Linked DNA regions of Sus scrofa: all the other regions are linked to region 1. A link is a contact called in public HiChIP or PLAC-seq data. All regions are on one chromosome and are shown on one strand. The core of a region is the stretch at or near the end of the contact, and the rest is flanking DNA. Distances in the headings are between cores, read along the strand shown. Region 1 holds the start of GNL2 (nucleolar GTP-binding protein 2). Region 2 holds the start of MTF1 (metal regulatory transcription factor 1). Region 3 holds the start of C6H1orf122.

The links. HiChIP or PLAC-seq counts read pairs in DNA pulled down with a chosen protein or histone mark.
Region 2: a contact with region 1 is called in an H3K27ac HiChIP or PLAC-seq map of alveolar macrophages. The contact joins the promoter of MTF1 here to the promoter of GNL2 in region 1. A contact is called at or near these places in 1 of 5 promoter capture datasets (fetal liver), 1 of 47 Hi-C or Micro-C datasets (epiblast stem cells) and 1 of 2 datasets of contacts at active chromatin or transcription factors (alveolar macrophages).
Region 3: a contact with region 1 is called in an H3K27ac HiChIP or PLAC-seq map of alveolar macrophages. The contact joins the promoter of C6H1orf122 here to the promoter of GNL2 in region 1. A contact is called at or near these places in 2 of 2 datasets of contacts at active chromatin or transcription factors (alveolar macrophages and skeletal muscle).

The regions. Positions count from the first base shown.
Region 1 is chr6:93,644,580-93,647,315 of Sscrofa11.1, forward strand. GNL2 (nucleolar GTP-binding protein 2) reads right to left here and starts at 1,401. Exons shown (of 16, transcript XM_021095967.1): 1 at 1,185-1,401. The coding sequence starts at 1,248.
Region 2 is chr6:93,883,045-93,885,780 of Sscrofa11.1, forward strand. MTF1 (metal regulatory transcription factor 1) reads right to left here and starts at 1,360. Exons shown (of 11, transcript NM_001243544.1): 1 at 1,276-1,360. It overlaps INPP5B (type II inositol 1,4,5-trisphosphate 5-phosphatase), which reads right to left. Exons shown (of 25, transcript XM_021095974.1): 25 at 2,427-2,736.
Region 3 is chr6:93,832,396-93,835,131 of Sscrofa11.1, forward strand. C6H1orf122 reads left to right here and starts at 1,371. Exons shown (of 3, transcript XM_021095979.1): 1 at 1,371-1,508; 2 at 1,599-1,800; 3 at 2,053-2,530. The coding sequence starts at 1,474. The coding sequence ends at 2,148. YRDC (yrdC domain-containing protein, mitochondrial) reads right to left here and starts at 1,381. Exons shown (of 5, transcript XM_021095978.1): 1 at 857-1,381; 2 at 200-314; 3 at 1-79. The coding sequence starts at 1,248.

The sequences.
Region 1 (2,736 bases), core at 151-2,650:
TTCTTAACTACTAAGATGCCTTCCTCTGGGCCTCAGTTTAACAAATACTGAGCACCTGCTATAAGCAAAGCATCATGAAGACTATGATTCTAATACATATATGTTCCTAATGTACCAGCTTTTTCATTTCCCAATGTTTGATCTCAGTGTAATCAACAGCAAATAAATAGTAATTCTTGCCTTACACCTCAGAGAGAAAAAGGACAAATGAGCATACTGGCCTGGCTTCTCAAGTCACCTGTCTACTCCTGAAGTGATGCAGTAGAAAACAGACTGAAATCACAGGACTGGTGGCTCTACTACTCACTAACTGTACCAACTGTGACAAGCCACTTGCCCTATTTTGGCTAGGTCTCTTCATCTATCATGTCTTGGTCTGTAACGGCCTTATCGGGTCTAACTGTAAAATTCCAGTCTACACCAGCGGAATAATTTATCAGCAATCTAGGGAAAACATTCAACATGAATCAAAATTTAAAAAAAACCTTTAAGCCATATCTTAATACATTTTATTAACCAAACCCGAATGGAAGGGACTCCCCCCAAAGTTATCTTGTTCATCTTGTGGTGGAACCTCACACACATCTTAAAAAACATCTTTACTGAAATGACTGTAGTGATTTATCTGCAGCGTTTTCTATGCACTTTACCAGACGGGACGACCCCAAGAGCCAAATCTACAATTTCTTTCTCATTTCAATGGTCAAAGCAAAGGTGGCAGGCAAGTGTGGGCCAGTGCAAAAGGCCAGCTGGGTCGGGCTACATCCCTTTTAGTCTTGATTTCATCTAATTTACTTTTAGTAATTCCTTGAGCTGGAGAGCTGGACTCATACAAGACTGAACTATATTGGGGAAGGGGCTTCAACACGTGACACACACAGGAACACAAGAAGTCACATTTAAGAGCCCCCTGACAACTCGGAGCTTGCACCTCTCAGTCGGAGACGCCCTAAGACTGCCAGGCCTGAGTGTTCACTTCTCCCGGCTTTAGACCCATTGCCTGGCATCTAGTCTTGACGGACGTGCCAGAGTCAGCCCTCCTCAGGGCCTCCGAACAAGGAATTATCCTCCTTCTCATCCTCAAAGGCCACTTTGCTTGAGCTCAGTTCATGTAAAACCACCCGGCGTCCCTCCCCCCAAGCTTCCTCCAAAGCCCCACCCTCCGCGAGCCCCGCTGCCTGTACCGGGATTTGTGCTGGCATTAGAAGGGTTGATAGTACTCCGTCCTTTGTACTTGGGCTTCACCATCTTGCCGAAGGGACGGGGACCGGAGTGCTGGGTCCGGCCTGTGTCAGGTAAAACAGCTCTTAACTTCCCAAAACGAACCGAGGTCACCCGCTCGAACTACGCTGGACCGCGTGCGCAGGCCGACGTCACTTCCGCTCGCACCCCGTGCTTCCCCCGAACGACTTCCGGCGAACGCGCGCCGCCGCACTCCTGGCTCCGCCCCCGCGCCGGCCTCTTAGATGTTTCCTTGCGTCCAGCCCCGCCTCGCTTTCTCCCTAGCAACCGCCAAGCTACATTCCATAGCAACCGCCTGGTTACCCAGGACGCGCGGCCTAGAACCGCTAGTGGAGTCCACGCACAAACTTAGGTGCCTCTTCCCAGGTCAATGACACAAGCTTGAGTTTAATTATCTTCTGAATTTGTCCTCTAAGCCCTTCCAAACGTCGCCGACCACACAGCAGCTAAATACCAACTAGATCTTGTCACCCTTCTTAAAATTCCAGAGAGAGAGAAAGAGAGAGAGATTTAAACTCTTGGCCATTCCTGCAGAATTCTGCATGATCTGGTCCCTGCGTATTTACTTGACCTCATTTGTACCTCCCTCCTTCTGGTTATTCTGACATTTACACTGGCTGTTCCTTCTGCCTGAATCATCATTTCCCTAAACCTTTGCATAGCTAGTTCCTTCTGATCTTTCAGTTCTTAGCTCAAATGTCACCTACTGGTAGGGTTGCAAGTGTTAGCAAATAAAAAAACAGGATTGCCCAATTAAATTTGTTATTCTTTCCCCAGTTAAATTTGAATTCCAGATAAACAATGGAATATATTTTAGTATAAGTATGCCCCAGGCAATATTTGGGACATACTTATACTAAACATGTTTATTATTTATATGAAATTCAAATTTAATTGGGCATCCTGTATTTTATCCGGCAACCCTTTCTTCTGGGAGAAGTCTTTCCTGTCTAATTGGTCTAACTCAGCCATCTCCCATTCTTCTGTAGTTATTCGCTTATAGTATTTGGTTGTATTTATTTCATGGCACTTATTCTTACTTGAAATTAGGTTGTTTCCAAGTTTATCGGCTGCTTCCCCCAAACTGGATTGCAAGCTTCTTGAGAGTAGAGACCTCAAAAGTTTGTTCACTGCTGTGTCTACAAGACTTCAAAAAAACCTTGAAATATAGTAAGGACTAAATACATATTCACTGAATGAAGGAATGAATGGATGACATCTTAGCTAGGGCTGCTATAAAAAAATACCATAGACTGAGTGGCTTAAACCACAAACATTGATTTCTCATCATGCTGGGGGCTGGGAAGTCAAAGGTCAGGGTGCCCGCATGGTTTGGTTCCTAGTGAGAACTCTCTTCCTAGCTTGTAGACATCTATCTTCTCACTGTATCCTCACAGGCTGGGGAAAGGGGAAGGTCACTGGTCTCTTCCTCTCCTTAGAAGGGCACTAATCCCATCATGGGCTGCATCCTCATGACCTCATCTAAACCTAATT
Region 2 (2,736 bases), core at 110-2,609, 240 kb after region 1:
TCCCCACGCTGTGGGTATGGCCACCGCCCCCCCCCAAAAAAAACTAAACAAAAAAACACCAAAAAACTTTAGGGGAAATAAGGGCAAAGTGCTTCAAGGCTGAGTTGCTATAAATCTTCAAGAAAGGACACTCCCCCCAAATATCCCCCAAATCAGACCATGAGACAGTAAGTCTAGGGTGGAATAGTCAGGGCTTTGGAGGCAGAGTCACCTACCCACAAATCCCAGCTCTACTACTTACTACTACTGGGGTAAATGTTCTGTGCCTCAGTTTTTCTCACAAGTAAGGTGAGACTGGTAATTCCTATTCTCAAGAAATTGTTGTTCAGAGTAAAAGAGATTATGTATGTCAAGGCACAATGTCTGACAACCTTGGAGGACTCAAGTGTGAATTTGTTCCCTCCTTCCAAGAACAGATGGGTAGAGGGGCTGATCCCTAATCAGGCATATCTAGTGAAGATCACTTTATATATTTCTCTCCTAAAACAATCTGGTGTCCACTAGTAACTATGCTTTATAGTGTCCTTTCTACAATGAGGGAATGATGAGTCTTATTTATAGTGACTCTTCTTTTACCTGCAAACACACAGGTTCTACAAATGTAGCTTTGGGAGACTGAGGAGTGAATTTTAAAATATTTAGCACATCACTTTTAGTTTTCAGTCTGGCTTTGCACTTTAGCTTTCTCTTCTGCTCTGGATTAAAGTGAACCTTTAACGCTGTAGGGCAGCTAAACAGAGTAGTAGTTACCAGAGACAGGCCAAGGGATCTGATCCGGGAGGAACCGGCCCGACCCCTTGCTCTGGCTTACGCAACCCGGTAGATGCACATTTCGCTGCATCTGAGAGGAGAGATAAGAGTACCGGGGGCCCCACTGGGCTGACCCGGCACCACAGGCGGCAACGCGGAGACCAACTGTCCGGAACAAACAAGACCAGGAGATTCGAAGGTAGCAAACGAGAAGTACAAACGAAGCACCCTTGAGAGGAGGCTGGGAAAAGGAACCTGTCTGGGATAACCCCCAGTCCGGGGCTACACGGAAAAACCCGAAGACAGGCTGGGGGGCTCCAAGCCGGACGGAGAGGGGCAGGGTCCGGATCTCCATGGAAACAGGGGAGGGGGGCTGGATACCCATCCCCATGGAAACGGAGGAGGGGTGGGGTCCCTATGGTGACCGGACTGGGGTCCCTACTGGGAAATGCTTCAGGAGGGAGCCTAAGTCCCGCGCCCCCCAGGAAGTCCCCAGCCCAGGCCGCGTCTAATTTCGCCTTTTACCTCCGCGGCTCCCGGCAACAGCGGCGGCGGCAGCAGCTTCTCCCCTCCCCAGCGGCACCATGATTGCCCCCACCTTCCCCGAACGTCACTTCCGCTTCCGCTTTCCGGAGGAAGGAGCAGATATGGGCTCCGCCTCTCCCTGGCGCTTCTGGTTGGTTTAGCTGGTGTGGGGGCTGAGCTCGAGCCTCCAATTGGCGAGCGGGAGAGGCGGGGCAGGGCATCGCGGAGACCTCGCGGAGCGTGTTTGTCCCGCGCGGGCTTAGGCTCGCCTTGTCCGCTCTCCTCACGGAGTCGAGGATCCGCTCCAGAGGCACCGGACGCTAATCCAACCACTAATCCAAAGTAACCTCAACCCAGTTTGCGCTGCCCTCACCCTGGTAGCCACAAATGCAACGAGAAGGACCACAGCCGCCGAATTCCAGCCGGGACCGCAAGGGGAAAGCCTGTAAAATTGTGATATTCCTCATTTCTCCTACTATGGCCCCAGCTTCCCCTCCTCACCTAATAAAGTTAATATGGGCAGAAGAGCCCAAGAAAATTAGATTGGACCCCAAAGGCAGAAATGAGTATTCCAAGGCTGGCCAGAGGATGCCTCCACCTCTTCCCCGTCTCACATGCTCTAAGACGCCCAACTCCCTCCTCACCCACCTGTCCAGACCGTTTGTTCCAACTTTTTTCCCTGAAGAGACTGTCGACTTCCAGGGTACTCGCGCTCAGGCTAAGGCAGCGCCACCTACTGGCCATTCCCTTTCACATTGTCATCCTACTGGCCCACATCTAAATCACTTTGCACTCCCAAGGAACAGTAAGTAGTGGTGTTCCAAGAAGAGGTTTCACTCGGCTCCTGACTTGTAAATGCCTGGAAGATGTAGCTGTCAGAACTTCTCAGCAGCCACTGCCTATTTTTTAAGCTACTTCTCTAGGATATTCAGAGTGGGACAACCCTTAGACACTAGATTAGGGGTCAAGGGGTTGCAGCCATGCCTGTACTCTCTTGCTTGAAAAATGTGAATAGTGGCTATTAACACCAGACTGCCAGGCAAATATCTCTCTGGCCCCTGACCAGCTGTCCCAGTGCTTAAGCCACAAACTTCCACCTGCTGAGAGCTGCCACCTCTTAAAAGATAAAAACAAACACCACTGTTAAAAATATATTTATCATTAAAATATATTACACATGTGAGAGAGGGAATGCATTATATACAGTTTGGAGGATTCGTTGGCCAGAAAATTCCACTTGTTTCACCAGAACAACAATTTCTTCAGTATTTTCATTTTCACGCCACTGTATTGGCCTCAAAGGCTTAGTGGCCAGCTCCAGAGGTGAGCCACATTTGAGTTGGAAGTGGGGTAGGGTTTGCATATGCATACACACATGTCCTCAGACAGAGTGCTGGAGGCATCTGGTGTGGCTGTGACCTGTTTATTCAGCAGCTTCCGTTTGCATTCCTGTGTCCAACT
Region 3 (2,736 bases), core at 121-2,620, 190 kb after region 1:
TGGTGAGGGCAAGTGGTCCCCCAAACACCTGGGCCAAATCCTGCATGAAGGCATGGTCGGGAATCCGGACGCCTACAAGCTTTGAGGCAAGGGAAAGGGCATCATCAGAAAGGCTGGAAGGGGTGGGCAATGGGTCTGACTTGGATCCTAGCAAAAGCCAAATGGCAAGAGTCTGGGGACACAAGAGAACCTGACTCACGGGAGTGAAGGGGTTCAGGTCCTTGTTGAGCTCTTCTGAGCGTTCCATCACCAGGGTCACTGGTCCTGGCAACAGGTCGTTCAGGAGCCCCTCAGGTACTCTCACATGGCAGTACCTGGGAACAAAGTGGGCACAAATCCAACCAAACGAAAGGCACTGCTGGTCCTATTCCAGACTCTAGGGAGATCTAGAAAAGGTGACCCTAGCGACTACAAGGGGATCCACCTGTCTTTTTTCTTCAAGCCCCCAAGAATTTGAGCAGAAGGTAGGGCACCAGTGGAGCATCCCAAGCTTGGAGCCCACATGCCTCTCGTCTCCGAGCTACAGCGCTTTCACGCTCCATGTTTTACTTTCTTCATGGCACTATTAAACTAAGCAATGTGGTCCCCCGCTTTTTTCTTAAACCGTGGCAGTCCCCCCCCCCCATTACCACGAAAGCGTCAGAATAGGGACCCCTACTGCCTCAATTATCGGTGCGCCCCCGAGCTCGTTTAAGGCTGGCAGACGCCAAGTGCTTCGCACACGTTTCCAGTTCCGGATTCCTGGGTGAGCATGGACAAGCCCCTCCCGCTCTCTGCGCCTCAGTCTCCCAAGCCTGTCACCGGAAACCCCTCCCGCGGTGCCGCCCCCAGCGGGGCCGGGTCGGGGCGGCCTCACCTGTAGACGTCGGCCACGCGGCCCAGGCATACGGCCAGCGGCTTGGTCTCGCTGCGGCCCTTGGCGAGGTACACGGCGCCCAGTGCTTCTGAGCAGCTCGCGGAGCAGGCCAGGCCGTACAGCGTATCGGTGGGAACGGCCACCACGGCGCCGGCGCGCAGCTCGGCCACGGCGGCCCGCAGTGCCTCGGTCCAGCCGGCGCGCTCCGGGCTTGCGGCCCGCACGGCCCCGCTCCCTGGGAGCCGCAACAGCCGGGCCCCCGGCGCTGCCGGAGCGGGGCTCGGCGGGCGGAGGAGACGCCCGCTCCGGGCGGAGCCCGCCGGCCCCTCGCTCAACCCCATGCTGGCAGCCACCGCGGCCCTCAGCCCCCTGCACGGACGCGCCGGAGACATCCGCCCAGACCCACTTCCGGGAGGAAGTGACGCGCCCACTCAGCTTCCGGTTCGAGAAGCTCGGCCCCACCTCCGCGCCGGGCAACTTAAAGGGACCGCGACCCCCAGGAGGATTGAAGGAGACCGGTGGGGACGGGGCGGGGCGCAGCTTTGCGGAGCCCTGGCGCAGCGCTGGGGAGGGGGGGCGGCCGAAAGGGGGGCGGTGGTCGGGCCGCGCAGGCGGAGATGGAATGGGGCCCGGGCTCAGACTGGTCACGGGGGTGAGAGGGGGCCCGTCGGGGAGGGGGGAAGGGGCTCTGACCCCGCGCAAGCGCCGGCCCTGACCGTCTGTCTCGCTCTCTCCCGGGCAGGGAGGCTGCCGGCGTGGACCGTGGGAAGGCGGGGCTGGGGCTCGGCGGGAGGCCACCCCCGCAGCCGCCCCGGGATGAGCGCGCCCAGCAGCTGCTGGACGCGGTGGAGCAGCGGCAGCGGCAGCTCCTGGACACCATCGCCGCCTGCGAGGAGATGCTGCGGCAGCTGGGCCGCCGGCGCCCGGAGCCGGCTGGTGGCGGGGTCAGTGCCCACCCCGGGCTGGGCCTGGGAGGTGGGGACTACCCACTGGCCGCACTTGCTAGCCCTAGCTTTCCCTGGAGGGTGGAAGAGTGTCCCCACCGCTTTACCCCCACTGCCTTTCATCTGGATGAGAGGCTTTGAAAAAGTTAAGTGCTATCCAGATGCCAAGTGGCCATCTCTTGCGGGGGCCTAATCCAGGGCCTTTCTTCCCAGCCTCACTTTTTTTTCCCCCCCCCAACCTGTTCCAATCAGAACGTCTCAGCCAAACCTGGAGCGCCCTCCCAGCCAGCTGTCTCCACCAGAGGTGGCTTTCCAAAGGATGCTGGCGATGGAGCTGCGGAGCCCTGACCATCTCCGAGCGGGGCGCCCTGACTTCTCTCCCTCCCCGGGGCTGGTGGCTGGACTCTGAACAACTCCCTTTCAATAAAGGGGCCAGTCTTCACTGGCAGTGGCTGGTATTTGGCTCTCAGCCTGGGGTGGCAGCTCTGCTGGCAGCTGGGTTCACTCCCACTTCATCCTGGCCGAAGGCAGTGCTGAGCTTTGAAATGTAGCCAGCGAATACCCAGTCTGATTATCCGGATTTGGGCAGGCCAGCAGTGCTTGCCAGAGTGGTCTGGCCTGCTTTGTGGGATCCAGGTGGTGTTACATGTCCATTTCATGCTTTGGGGGCTCTTAGCCCCAGGAAACACTTTTAGCAGAGCCTTGATTAAAAGGAAACCTGCAGACTCTCCTGGTGACCGACCTTTTCCTTTCTGTCCCCTGTCTAAGACTTTGATGCCTGGGGATGGGGGGAAGCGGTTGAAAATGGACAACCATGGGCAGGGATGGGAAAAAAATGCCACAGATACTACCAGGTTTAAATAAGCATTTAATTAGGATTTCATTAGTATTTAATATTGCTTTTTCAATTCCAAAAAGTTAAATTTTCACTTCTTA